2 separate regions of the Sus scrofa genome follow, and region 1 is linked to region 2. Evidence: chromatin contacts called from public promoter capture Hi-C data. All regions are on one chromosome and are shown on one strand. The core of a region is the stretch at or near the end of the contact, and the rest is flanking DNA. Distances in the headings are between cores, read along the strand shown.

Region 1 (4,945 bases), core at 1,749-4,248, 52 kb before region 2:
CAACCGTACTTATCCTGCAATCACTCAACCCTGATTTAACATTCTATACCTGGGCTTCCTCAGCTGCAGGATAAAATGATGAAAATATTCATAGCATAGCCACTACATAGCAGAATATCCCATCCCAGCCATATCTACGACTCTGCTGACAGTTCCATTTCCCTACCTTAGAAGCTACCACTCTCATTCCTGTCAGTGCTTCTTTTATTTTTATTATTTATTTATTTATTATTTGTCTTTTTAGGCCTGCACCTGCGTATGTGGAGGGTCCCAGGCTAGAGGTCAAATCAGAGTTGTAGCTGCCAGCCTACGCCACAGCCACAGCAATGCCAGATCCAAGCCACATCTGTGACCTACACCACAGCTCATGGCAACACCGGATGCTTAACCCACTGAGCAAGGCCAGGGATCGAACCCACATCTTCATGGATCCTAGTCCGGGTTTTTTTTTTTTTTTTTTTTTTTTTACCACTGAGCAACTCCAACATGCCCTGGTTTCTCTCATAATGAAAATTTTTCTCCCTATAGAAACGCATTAGGAATTCTCTTGTGGTGCAGCAGGTTGTCACTGCTGTGGCTTGGATCGCTGCTGTGGTGTGTGTTCAATCCCTGGCCTGGGAACTTTCCCATATTGAGCGTGCCAAAAAAAAAAAGAAGAAGTATTATAATGCCTTTAATATGACAAGATCCTCAGCCCAGAGACCCAGGCAGTCCTATTTCCTATTGTCTCTCCACTGAAGACTTTTCAGTCCAGCAGCATTGGACCACGGATGGCCCCTGTGCTACTACTCTGTTCTCTCTGGTGTCCAAGCTTAGGTCTGATGACAGGCACACGGTATGCTGCCACAAATATTTGTGTTGTGAACAAGCAACGAATGCATGTTTTTATCCCTTGTGACACTTGAGGATCAGGAATAGCATCATGTATCTGTCATATGTGCAGAGCGTGCTGCCTGCAGCCATCAAAATGGTCCATTATAGTCTTTCCTTTGATCTTCCCAACAGCCCTGAGTGCTAAGTGAAGCTGATAGGACTATGGATGCTCAGAGGGTGAGATGGACAACCCAAGGTCACAGTGCAGTGGGTAGAGAAGAAATACAAACCTCTGCCACATCTCCTTTCATGAGCTTCTCCTCTCATTATCTTACTCAAGGTTGCCTGCTATTAAGGGTCCTTTGCATTTGCCCAAATTTCATCTTATGTGAGAAAAACAAAAGATCCTGAAAGACCCTTCTGAATCATGAATTCGCCTTTTTTTTGGGGGGGGGGGCGTCTGTGTCATGCAGGAGTTCCTGGGCCAGGGATTGAACCTGAGCCACAGTAGTGACTCCAGCCACAGCAGTGACAATGCCAGATCCTTAACCACTAGGCTACCAGGGAACTCCAGAACCTACTTTTTATATGACTTTCTCCCCCTACATAGGACTCCCTCCAGTTATTCAAATTCCCTTCCCAGCATACAGTTATCCTTCCTTGAGCTCTGGAGTGTCTTTCAATTCTATTAAGTCCATGAATCTAAAACTCATCTTGGGTTTGTTTAAGCTTCATATTAATTAGAAATTTTAAAAGATTTCTTTTAAAAAGGCCTTTCTGGGAGTTCCCTTTGTGGCACAGCGGAAACAAATCCAACCAGGAACCATGAGGTTTCGGGTTCGATCCCTGGCTCGCTCAGTGGGTTAAGGATCCGGCGGTGTGGTGAGCTGTGGTGTAGTTCCACGACGAGGCTTGGATCTGGTGTTGCTGAGGCTGTGGTGTAGGCTAGAGGCTGTAGCTCTGATACAACCCCTAGCCTGGGGGTCCTTACTATGCAAACCTCCATATGCCACGGGTGCAGCCCTCAAAAGACACACACAAAAAAAGGCCTTTCTGACACCCTTTAAAAAAAAAAACCTCCACTGAAATCCAAACAGACTGGAATAGTAGGATTTCCACAAATAATTCCTTGGGACTAGAGAAGGAGCTGGTTGACAGATCTTCTTCTGGGAATACTGGCTGGAGAATCCTGGGCATCTAAGGGAGGCCAGGAATATTGAGCCCTAGATACCTAAGGGGGATTGCAGAGGAGTGAGAGTGAGAAGCAGGTGCTGATCATAGTCTGGCCAAAAAGAACAAAAAAGACAGAAAGAAAGAAAAGAAAAGAAAGAAAGAAAGGAAGAAAAGAAAGAAGGGGAGGGAGGGATAGAGAGAGAAAGAAGGAAAGAAATGGAGGAAAGAGAGAAGAGAGAAGGAAGGGAGGAAGGAAGAAAGAAAAAGGAGGACCACATGGGGGAGAACAAGATTCAAGGTTTGAGGAAAATGTATTTTGACATCAGAGATCATAGTTACTATGCAAACCAAATGCAAATGAGGAGCTGGCCAACTACTTGTTTCTTTGGGTGGAGCCCTTAGAAAAATTCTTCTAGAGACCACTGCTCAAAAAAAGGTACTTAGAGTCAAAATTGTAAATATAACATACTGTATGAAAGATTTTTGCATGCCATAGTTGGGTTGGAGGACCTGTTACCGTCCCATCCCCCTCAGGTTGTTGATTGCTATTTTCTGGGGCTCAGGTCAGACGACCCACTAGGGCGAATAGAAAAACGAACGAGGCTGAGTGTGCAGTGTGCAAAGCGCTGAGACAGCTTCCCCCTCATTGCCACCTCCATCCTTAAGGTGGGGGCTCTTTGGGGGGCGTCGCTATCTTAATGATGGGGGCAAAGTCTTCGGGCTGATAACTGGACTCAAAACTCCGTCATTTCTAGAATGACTTGGCATTCATTTGACCCAGAGCAAAAGGGTCCCAGCAGGGAAGAATAACGACCATCTGCAAAAACCCTCACGCAAGTGGGAAGTGGAAATCTTGGCTCTAGGGTTGCCGAAGCACAACTTGACGCCACCGCGTTTCTCTTCCCCCGCGCACTGGCAGGGGAGGGAGGGAGGGAGAAAGGGAGGGGAAGGGAGGGGAAGGGAGGGAGGGCGGTCAGGGTTCCAGGACCCGCCCCGCCCTCCCGCTCGCCGCGTTGTGGGCGCTGCGGGCTGGAGCCGCGGCCGGCGGCTGCCTCTCCGGGCCGGGTCTGGCCGAGCCTCGCGTCGCGGTGCAGTGCGCCGGGTCTCCGGGAGATGGCTTCTCCCCTCTCGCCCGCTGCTCCCGCTATTGTCTCACCCGGGGTGGCCTGACTCTGCGGGCTTGCGCACGCTCTCGGCCGGGAGGACTTTTACCCCTGCAAGCGGGTCCTCGCGCCCTCTCCTGCCTCACCGCCGCCCCGAGACCCCGAGGCCGGCGCCCGCCGCGTGCAGCCCGGAGAGGGGAGCGGCCCGGGAGGAGGCGGTGCGGGGCCGGCTCGCGCGGGTGTAGGTGCCGCCCGCAGCCAGCAGCCCACGTCGCCGAGCACACGAGCCGTCGGGTCTTGCAGGAAACCCGCAGTGAGCACAGGTAGGACGCGCACCCAGCCGGGAGCCTCGGCCCAGGGTCTGCAGATTGCCCGCGGAATGGAGCGAGTAGAGGTCAGGGGCTCTCCCTCCAACATGGCAACAGCCGAGGTGCAACAATGGAAGGAGCCGAGGGTTCCCGGCCGCGGGCCGATCCGCGGAAGCGGTGGGAACGGGAGCTCCAGCCCTAGCGCCGAGCAGGTTGCCGACCCCCAACGCCTCCCCGTTCCAGCGGTTTCGGGGTGTCTCGGACCCCGGGCACCCTCCTCCCACCCCTTTCCCTCGAAACACTTCCTGGCTCCCGGCTACAAGGCGCTCTGAGCCAGCCAATGGTTTTAATGTTTGTTTGTTTGTTTAAGATGAGAATTAAAAAGCAAAACCTGCCATGGAGCGAGGGTGGTGGGGGTGGTGCTTTCTCTTGCAGGAGATGAAAAGTCAGCATCTAGCCTGGGGAATATGTATATATTTTAAGCCAGAGGGATGGGAGAATTGGCTTCTCCCTTATAAGGATACTGCAGCAAAAGGCGAAAGCTTGGGAGAAGGAGAGGAGCCCTCAGGCCTGAGTTCCCCGAGGACCTTCAGGAGAGGCGCTGCTCTCCTGGTCTCTACTTGTCTCTCATTTTCAGCTCCCGGGCAGCGGTGGCTTTGATGTTGGGGAGCAATCGAAGGAGCAGGAAGCCCAAGGGAGGCTGCCAAGCCAAGCTGGGCTGGGGTAGGGTGGGAAACCCAGGGCTTGGCAGGCTCCGGGGTTGTGGGAAGAGGTTCCTAAATGTATGAGGTTAGTTAGTACACACACCCTAGCTGGCTGAGGGGTGTGTGCGTGTGTGTTTGTGTGTGTGTGTGTGTGTAAAGAATCTACCATTGCTTGTGCTTCTTCAGACCAACCTTCTTTTCTTCTGTCTCCACCCCCTCGTGGGGTCTTTGTGGTTTCCCTGCCCCAGTCCCACCAGCAAGGCCTGGGATGGAATCTCTATTGTCTCGGCTGCCCTGATGGGTTTTCTCAATTCGGTCAGGGAATTTTGTACCCTGGGCAGGCTGGTCCCAGCATGGCACCAGATTCCTTAGCACACAACTACTCAGGCTCCCAGAAGTGGGCCAACACGCCCCTCCTTCTCTCTCTAAACTACCTGATTGTCTGGGCTGTGGCCAAGCAGATGTAAGTAATTTGCACTGAATTCCAACCCTGTATCAGTCGCTGAATGAAAACTTACTCTATTGCCGCACTAGGCCTTGGAAAGATAGTAGAAGAGAAATGGTCCAGGGGGTAGCAAACCTGATCCCTAGATACTCCTGCCTCCCCAACTCCAGCTGTGGATCTCAGAGCGAAGAGGTTGGAGGCTTCGGAATAGCAGCTCCTGCGGAGCCTGGCGGTCCCATCTGGGGTTGTGTCCATGGAAAAATTAAGTCGAGGCACATTTTATAGCTCCGCCTGGCAGCCAGCGTCTGAGGAGACGGTGGCTCTGAGCCCGAGCCCTGGACTGAAGCTGTGGCTGCTTCTCCTTTGGCCTTTGGGTGAGCCCAAGGCTTGATTTCCATG
Region 2 (5,711 bases), core at 1,996-4,495:
CAACTGATGTAACCAAGAGCTACTGGACAGGACTGGTGGCGCAGGATTGGTGGAAAGGGGCGTGGAAATGCAATACTCGGGTCATGTCATCTGGTCTTGTCCTTGGAAGGACCTTAGAGGTCATCCAGCCCAGCTCTCTACATCATAAAAGGCATCTCTGCCGCCAGACCCTGCAGCCCTAGCTTAGCAAGAAAGGCTTCCTGGAAGGGGTGGGCTTTTATAGGATGTGGCAGCAGGAAAGGTCCATAGTGCAGGGTGGGGAGAAAGAGAGGGGAATTGGGCAGTGGCTTCAAGCAGAAAGGGCAGAATTTTGGATGGGGGGAGCAGGATAGTTGCTGGGTTTGTTGGCTCATCCCAACTTCCATCCTCCTTAGAGTCCTCACCTGTGGCCGGAAGCTCCTGGGCTTATGGCCAGCAACGCAGGAAAACCCCAGTGGCCGATGGAGTGCACCTAATTTCCACCAGCCAGACAGTGTCATCCTGCAGGTGAGGTCCCCGCCTCTCCCACTTATCAGGACCACTCCAGAGTCCCCTCCAAGTTTCCGCCTTGAGGGCTGGGCAGAGGCAGTAGGAGAAAGTGTGGAACTTGGGCGTGGGGTGATGTGACTTCAGCAGCTGGTGAGAGCCAGAGTGGGTGGGGGTGTTGGGTGGAATTTATGTCCCATCTCCTGGAAGTAAACTGATTTCAAGAAGTCCGCGGGCAGGGTCTGAGACCCTTGCCATCCAGGGCTCAGCTCCTCAGAGTCCCTTGTATGAACCCTCATGACACTAATCTGAGCTGTCCCCTCTTGGGGCCCGTGAGGGAGCCTTCCCTACAGCCACTCAGTGTTCTCTGGGGAGAGGAGGCTGAGTTGGTCAGGTCCAAGGTATAGTTATAGTTTCTGGCTCCCCTTTCTTGTGGTCATGAGCTGATATTCCATATGGAAAATGGAATATTAATGTGGATATAGAGTGATACAGAATGAAAATTCTAAGAGGCAGGAGGAGTTCCCATTTTGGCTCAGTGCTTTAAGAACCCAACTAGTATCTATGAGGATGCGGGTTTGATCTCAGGCCTTGCTCAGTGGGTTAAGGATCTGGTGTTACATGAGCTGTGGTGTAGGTTGCAGACGTGGCTTGAATCCTACATCAATGAGGCTGTGGCGTAGATTAGCAGCCATAGCTCTGACTCAAACCCTAGGCTGGGAACTTCCATATGCTGTAGGTGCAGCCCTAAAAAAAATAAAATTATAAGAGGCAGGTATTTTTATCTGTCTTACTTACTGCTTTCTGCCCAGGGCTCAGAACAGTGCTTGGTGTATGTTAGGGTTCAGTAAATATTTCTTAAATGAAAGAACATGGAACTCCCTTTGAGGACTGAATCACTGAGCTCTGAGTGAGGTTTAGGAGGCTGAACATAGCAGCATAGAGCAAGGGGATCCAGCTTGGAAGGCTTGAGTTGGCAGGGCCCTTGCCATGCATGTGGTCCCACCTCCCATCAGGCAGTAGTGCCCTCAGCATAGAGGCCCCAGTGGCTCAGCCTAATGACACTTCTCTTCCAAGTTCTGGCCTGGGGCCAGACCTCTCATCTAGATGCCTCCTCTTCTTTTCACTTGGCCATTTTTCTCTTTTAAAAAAATTTTTTTTTTCTGTCTTTTTTTTTTTTTTTTTTTTTTTTTTTTTTAGGGCTGCACCCACGGCATATGAAGGTTCCCAGGCTAGGGGTCTAATTGGAGCTACAGCTGCCAGCCTACACCACAGCCACAGCTATGTGGGATCCGAGCCATGTCTGCTACCTACACCACGGCTCATGGGAACGCCAGATCCTTAACCCACTGAGCGAGGCCAGGGATCGAACCCACAACCTCATGGTTCCCAGTCGGATTCATTAACCACTGAGCCAGGACGGGAACTCCACAATTTTTTTTATTATAGTTGATTTACAATGTTCTTTCAATTTCTGCTGTATGGCAACATGACTGAGTCATACATATATATACATTCTTTGTTTTTGTTGATTTTTTTTTTTTTTTTTTTTTTTTTTTTTTTGGTCTTTTCAAAGCCGCACCTGCAACATGGAGGTTCCCAGGCTAGGAGTCTAATTGGAGCTGTAGCCGCTGGCCTATGCTAGAGCCACAGCAATGTGGGATCTGAGCTGTGTCTGTGACCTACACCACAGCTCATGGCAACACCGGATCTTTAACTCATTGAGCAAGGCCGGGATCGAACCTGCAACCTCATGGTTCTTAGTTGGATTCGTTAACCACTGAGCCACGAAGGGAACTCCCCCATATATACATTCTTTTTCTTACACTGTACTGCATCATGTTCCATCACAAGTGCTTAGATATAGTTCCCTGTGCTATACAACAGAATCCCATTGCTTATCGACTTGGCCATTTTTCTTTCTTTCCTTTTTCCTTTCTCATTTTTTTGCTAGAAGGTACAACTGGAAGGGACTTTAGTGATCACCAAGTCCAACAGGGTTATTTTACAGACAAAGAACCTGAGGGTTAAGGAGCCAGGGAGGAAGGCGGGAACTCTGGCAGGGGAGAGGGAAGTTGGGGCCCAGGCAAGTGGCAGCCACACCTGCCTGCCTGTTCTCCTCGCCTCTCTGATGTCTCTGATGCCATCTCCCAGATTGACTTCCCCACCTCGGCCTTCGACATCAAGTTCACCAGCCCCGCTGGAGACAAGTTCAGCCCCCGCTATGAGTTTGGCAGCCTCCGGGAGGAAGACCAACGCGTGCTTAAAAACATCATGCAAAAGGAGTCCCTGTACTGGTAAGGCCCAGGGCATCCCCCGTGTGTGGCTCAGGGCCCCACTAAGTGTCTCGGGTTCTAGCAGACCTCTCTTCCCTCCCAGCAGGTTCCCGTCTTCCTGCTTTGGGAGTCACAGTGGGATGTATGGCCACCTAGGCAGGAAGTGAAGAGAGGGCTCTGCAGCCCCCAGGCCCTTTTCATGAGCTGACTGTAGGCAAAATGGAGAGCTCAGGGTCAGGATGTTAGATCTGGGAAGGCCCACCATCCCCACAATGAGGATTCAGCCCAGACTTGACTTGCCAAGAGGACCAGAGCTTTCCCCACCCCATAGATAAGCTGTCTCTGATTTGCTGTCCGCTGGGACCACTGGATGCTGTACTTTCCACCCTGCCCCCACCTCCTGCCCCTTCTGCACTCACAGCCTTTGCCTTTCTCTGGCCCTGTCACTTTCCAAAAAGGATCAGGTGTCGAGGCAAGCTGGCAGCTGTCAGGGGTAAGCAGAATCCAAGCTGATCTTATTCGTGGGGCTGCTTCTCTCACCAGGATTGGAGAAGCTGGTGGAGCTGGTGGGGTATGGGCTTGTCCCCTGCCTGCTCTCTCTTGTATCTCTCTGGTCCCTGCATGGCCCTGGGCATGCGATGTTTGGGAGGAAATGAGGGCAGTGGGGCTCATCTCTGTCCCGTGTGTCCTGAGTATACTCAAAGCAGCCTGAATAGCTGAGTGACTGCGGATATCCCTGCCCCCACTCCTCTGCTGACCCCTTGCTTCATTAGCCCCTCAGCTCCCTTCTCCCATTAGACACCTGATCTCAGGCGAAGCCCAATTAGCTGCGGGTCCTATAAAACCTCCAGCTGGCTCCAGGAAGCCCCAGGAGGCCTCCCAGCTGCCCAGACCCTGATGTGGCGACCACTGCCCTCTGGTGGCTCTCCTTGGGAGTGGTGCCCTAAGGGCCTCCTCAGGAAGGGTAGCAAATTTGGTGCCCTTGGCCTCTGCATTCTGCCTTGGTCTGAGATGTCCCTGAGTCAGGATCAAAGATGAGATCTGGACCCTGGCTCCCAAAGTTTGTCTCACACATTGCAATCACTTAAAAATACCAATGCTGCCAAAAATAAATAAATAGGTAAATACATACATAAATAACCCACCCTCCAGGAGTTCCCACCATGATTCAGTGGTTAACAAATCCGACTAGGAACCATGAGGTTGCAGGTGTGATCCCTAGCCTCACTCAGTGGGTTAAGGATCCTGCATTGCTGTGGCTGTGGCATAGGCCGGTGGCTACAGCTCCAATTGGACCCCTAGCCTGGGAACCTTCATATGCCGCAGGTGCGGCCCTAGAAAAGACAAAAAAACCCAGCATAAATAACCCCCCCCAAATAAATAAATTTTTTAAAGTGGGTGTTCCCTAGCAGCCTAGCGGATTAAGGACCTGGTGTTGCTGCTGCTGTGGCTTGGGTCACTGCTGTGGTGCGGGTTCGACCCCCGGCCTGGGAACTTCTGCATGGCTCGGGTATGGTTAAGAAATAAAAATAAATCAATAGATAAAATACTGATGCCTAAGTTCCCCAGATGTTCTTAATTTGGGTGTAGCTTGGACAAGAGGGTGTTTGCAAAGCTCCTCAAGTGATTGTAATATGCAGCAAATTTTGGAAACTACTGGGTTGGAGTGTGTAGCATTCTCTTGGAGAATAAGTACCCTACCCTCTTGGCTGACTTCTCTCTCTCACCTCCCCTTATCCCTCTCACCTCCAGGCTCACTGATGCTGACAAAAAGCGCCTGTGGGAGAAGCGGTATTATTGTCACTCAGAGGTGAGCTCACTCCCCCTGGTGCTCGCTAGCGCCCCCAGCTGGGAGTGGGCTTGCCTGCCGGATATCTATGTTCTCCTGAAGCAGTGGACTCACATGAACCACCAGGATGCCCTGGGGCTCCTGCATGCCACGTGAGTTGTAACACCCACCTTTCCTTACCACGTGTCCTTCCCAAAGCCAGGGCCTGACCCTGCCCCTGGCTGACCTGAACCAGCCCTGGGGAGAATGGTCAAGCGGGCATGGATGTTCAGGGCTTTTCCCCCTTTCTCTTTCTCTTATGCTGTTCCCACCCCCCCATGTTATATTATGAACACTTTTCAAACATCCAACAAAACTGAAAATTAAATAGTGAACATCCATGTTTCCACCACCTAGATTCTAAGCATTAGCATTCGTTATATTGGCTTGATTGTGTAGGTACCCTCCATCATTACATCATCTTTTTTTACACATTTTGAGGTAAATTGATGCATAAGTCCTTCCTAGATACTTTAGTGTGTGTGTCGTTAAATAGAGTTCAATGTTTATTTACATTTTTTTCTTTTGAGGTCAAATTTACACATAAGCGAATGCACAAGTGGGTTTGACATGTGCATATGCCTGTGTAACCCAAACCTTATCACTTAGTTCTATTTTTACAGTCCTCTCTTTCCTCTTTCCTCTGGGGACACAGGCTCCCAGTCTCAGAGCTCCCCCCCCAGATGGTACCCAATGTTCTTTGCTTATTTTCTATCACTCTTAATAATTAAAATTTACCTGATCCATGTGTCTCGCCCTCAGGACTTTTGGGGGCAACAGTTTTGCTAACCTCTGCTAAACTAATCCTGCCAGGGTATACTGGCAATTCAGAATTGTAATTCTGTGATTCTCTGTTATTTGCTTGGCAAGCTTTTCATTAAAAGATGGTACACGATAATGCTTTGGCCTTCCCAAGGGCTCTTTTTTAGGGCCGCACCTGCGGCATATGGAGGTTCTCAGGCTAGGGGTTGAATTGGAGTTATAGCTTCCAGCCTATGCTGCAGCCATAGCAACGCAGGATCTGAGCCACATCTGTGACCTATACCACAGCTCACTGCAATGCTGGATCCTTAACCAATGAGCGAGGCCAGGGATCGAACTTGCGTCCTCATGGATGCTAGTCGGGTTCAGTAACTGCTGAG

What was found. Promoter capture Hi-C pulls out the DNA fragments that hold promoters and counts their contacts.
Region 1: a promoter capture Hi-C map of fetal skeletal muscle shows a contact between it and region 2, with 2.9 times the contacts expected there. The contact joins the promoter of PIK3C2B here to the enhancer-like site in region 2. A contact is called at or near these places in 5 of 5 promoter capture datasets (fetal liver, fetal skeletal muscle, liver and 1 more), 34 of 47 Hi-C or Micro-C datasets (adipose tissue, alveolar macrophages, blood and 16 more) and 2 of 2 datasets of contacts at active chromatin or transcription factors (alveolar macrophages and skeletal muscle).

The regions. Positions count from the first base shown.
Region 1 is chr9:65,152,896-65,157,840 of Sscrofa11.1, reverse strand. PIK3C2B (phosphatidylinositol 4-phosphate 3-kinase C2 domain-containing subunit beta) reads left to right here and starts at 2,998. Exons shown (of 33, transcript XM_003357389.5): 1 at 2,998-3,412.
Region 2 is chr9:65,100,770-65,106,480 of Sscrofa11.1, reverse strand. It overlaps PIK3C2B (phosphatidylinositol 4-phosphate 3-kinase C2 domain-containing subunit beta), which reads left to right. Exons shown (of 33, transcript XM_003357389.5): 14 at 375-486; 15 at 2,620-2,762; 16 at 4,494-4,682. Among named protein-coding and RNA genes, the nearest start is that of PPP1R15B, 35 kb to the right of the region's middle. Within about 2 kb of position 3,245, at least 9 of the 83 cell types and tissues checked have an H3K27ac peak or open chromatin away from gene starts, as enhancers often do. A contact at or near this core is called in fetal skeletal muscle, omental adipose tissue and skeletal muscle, where this site is marked.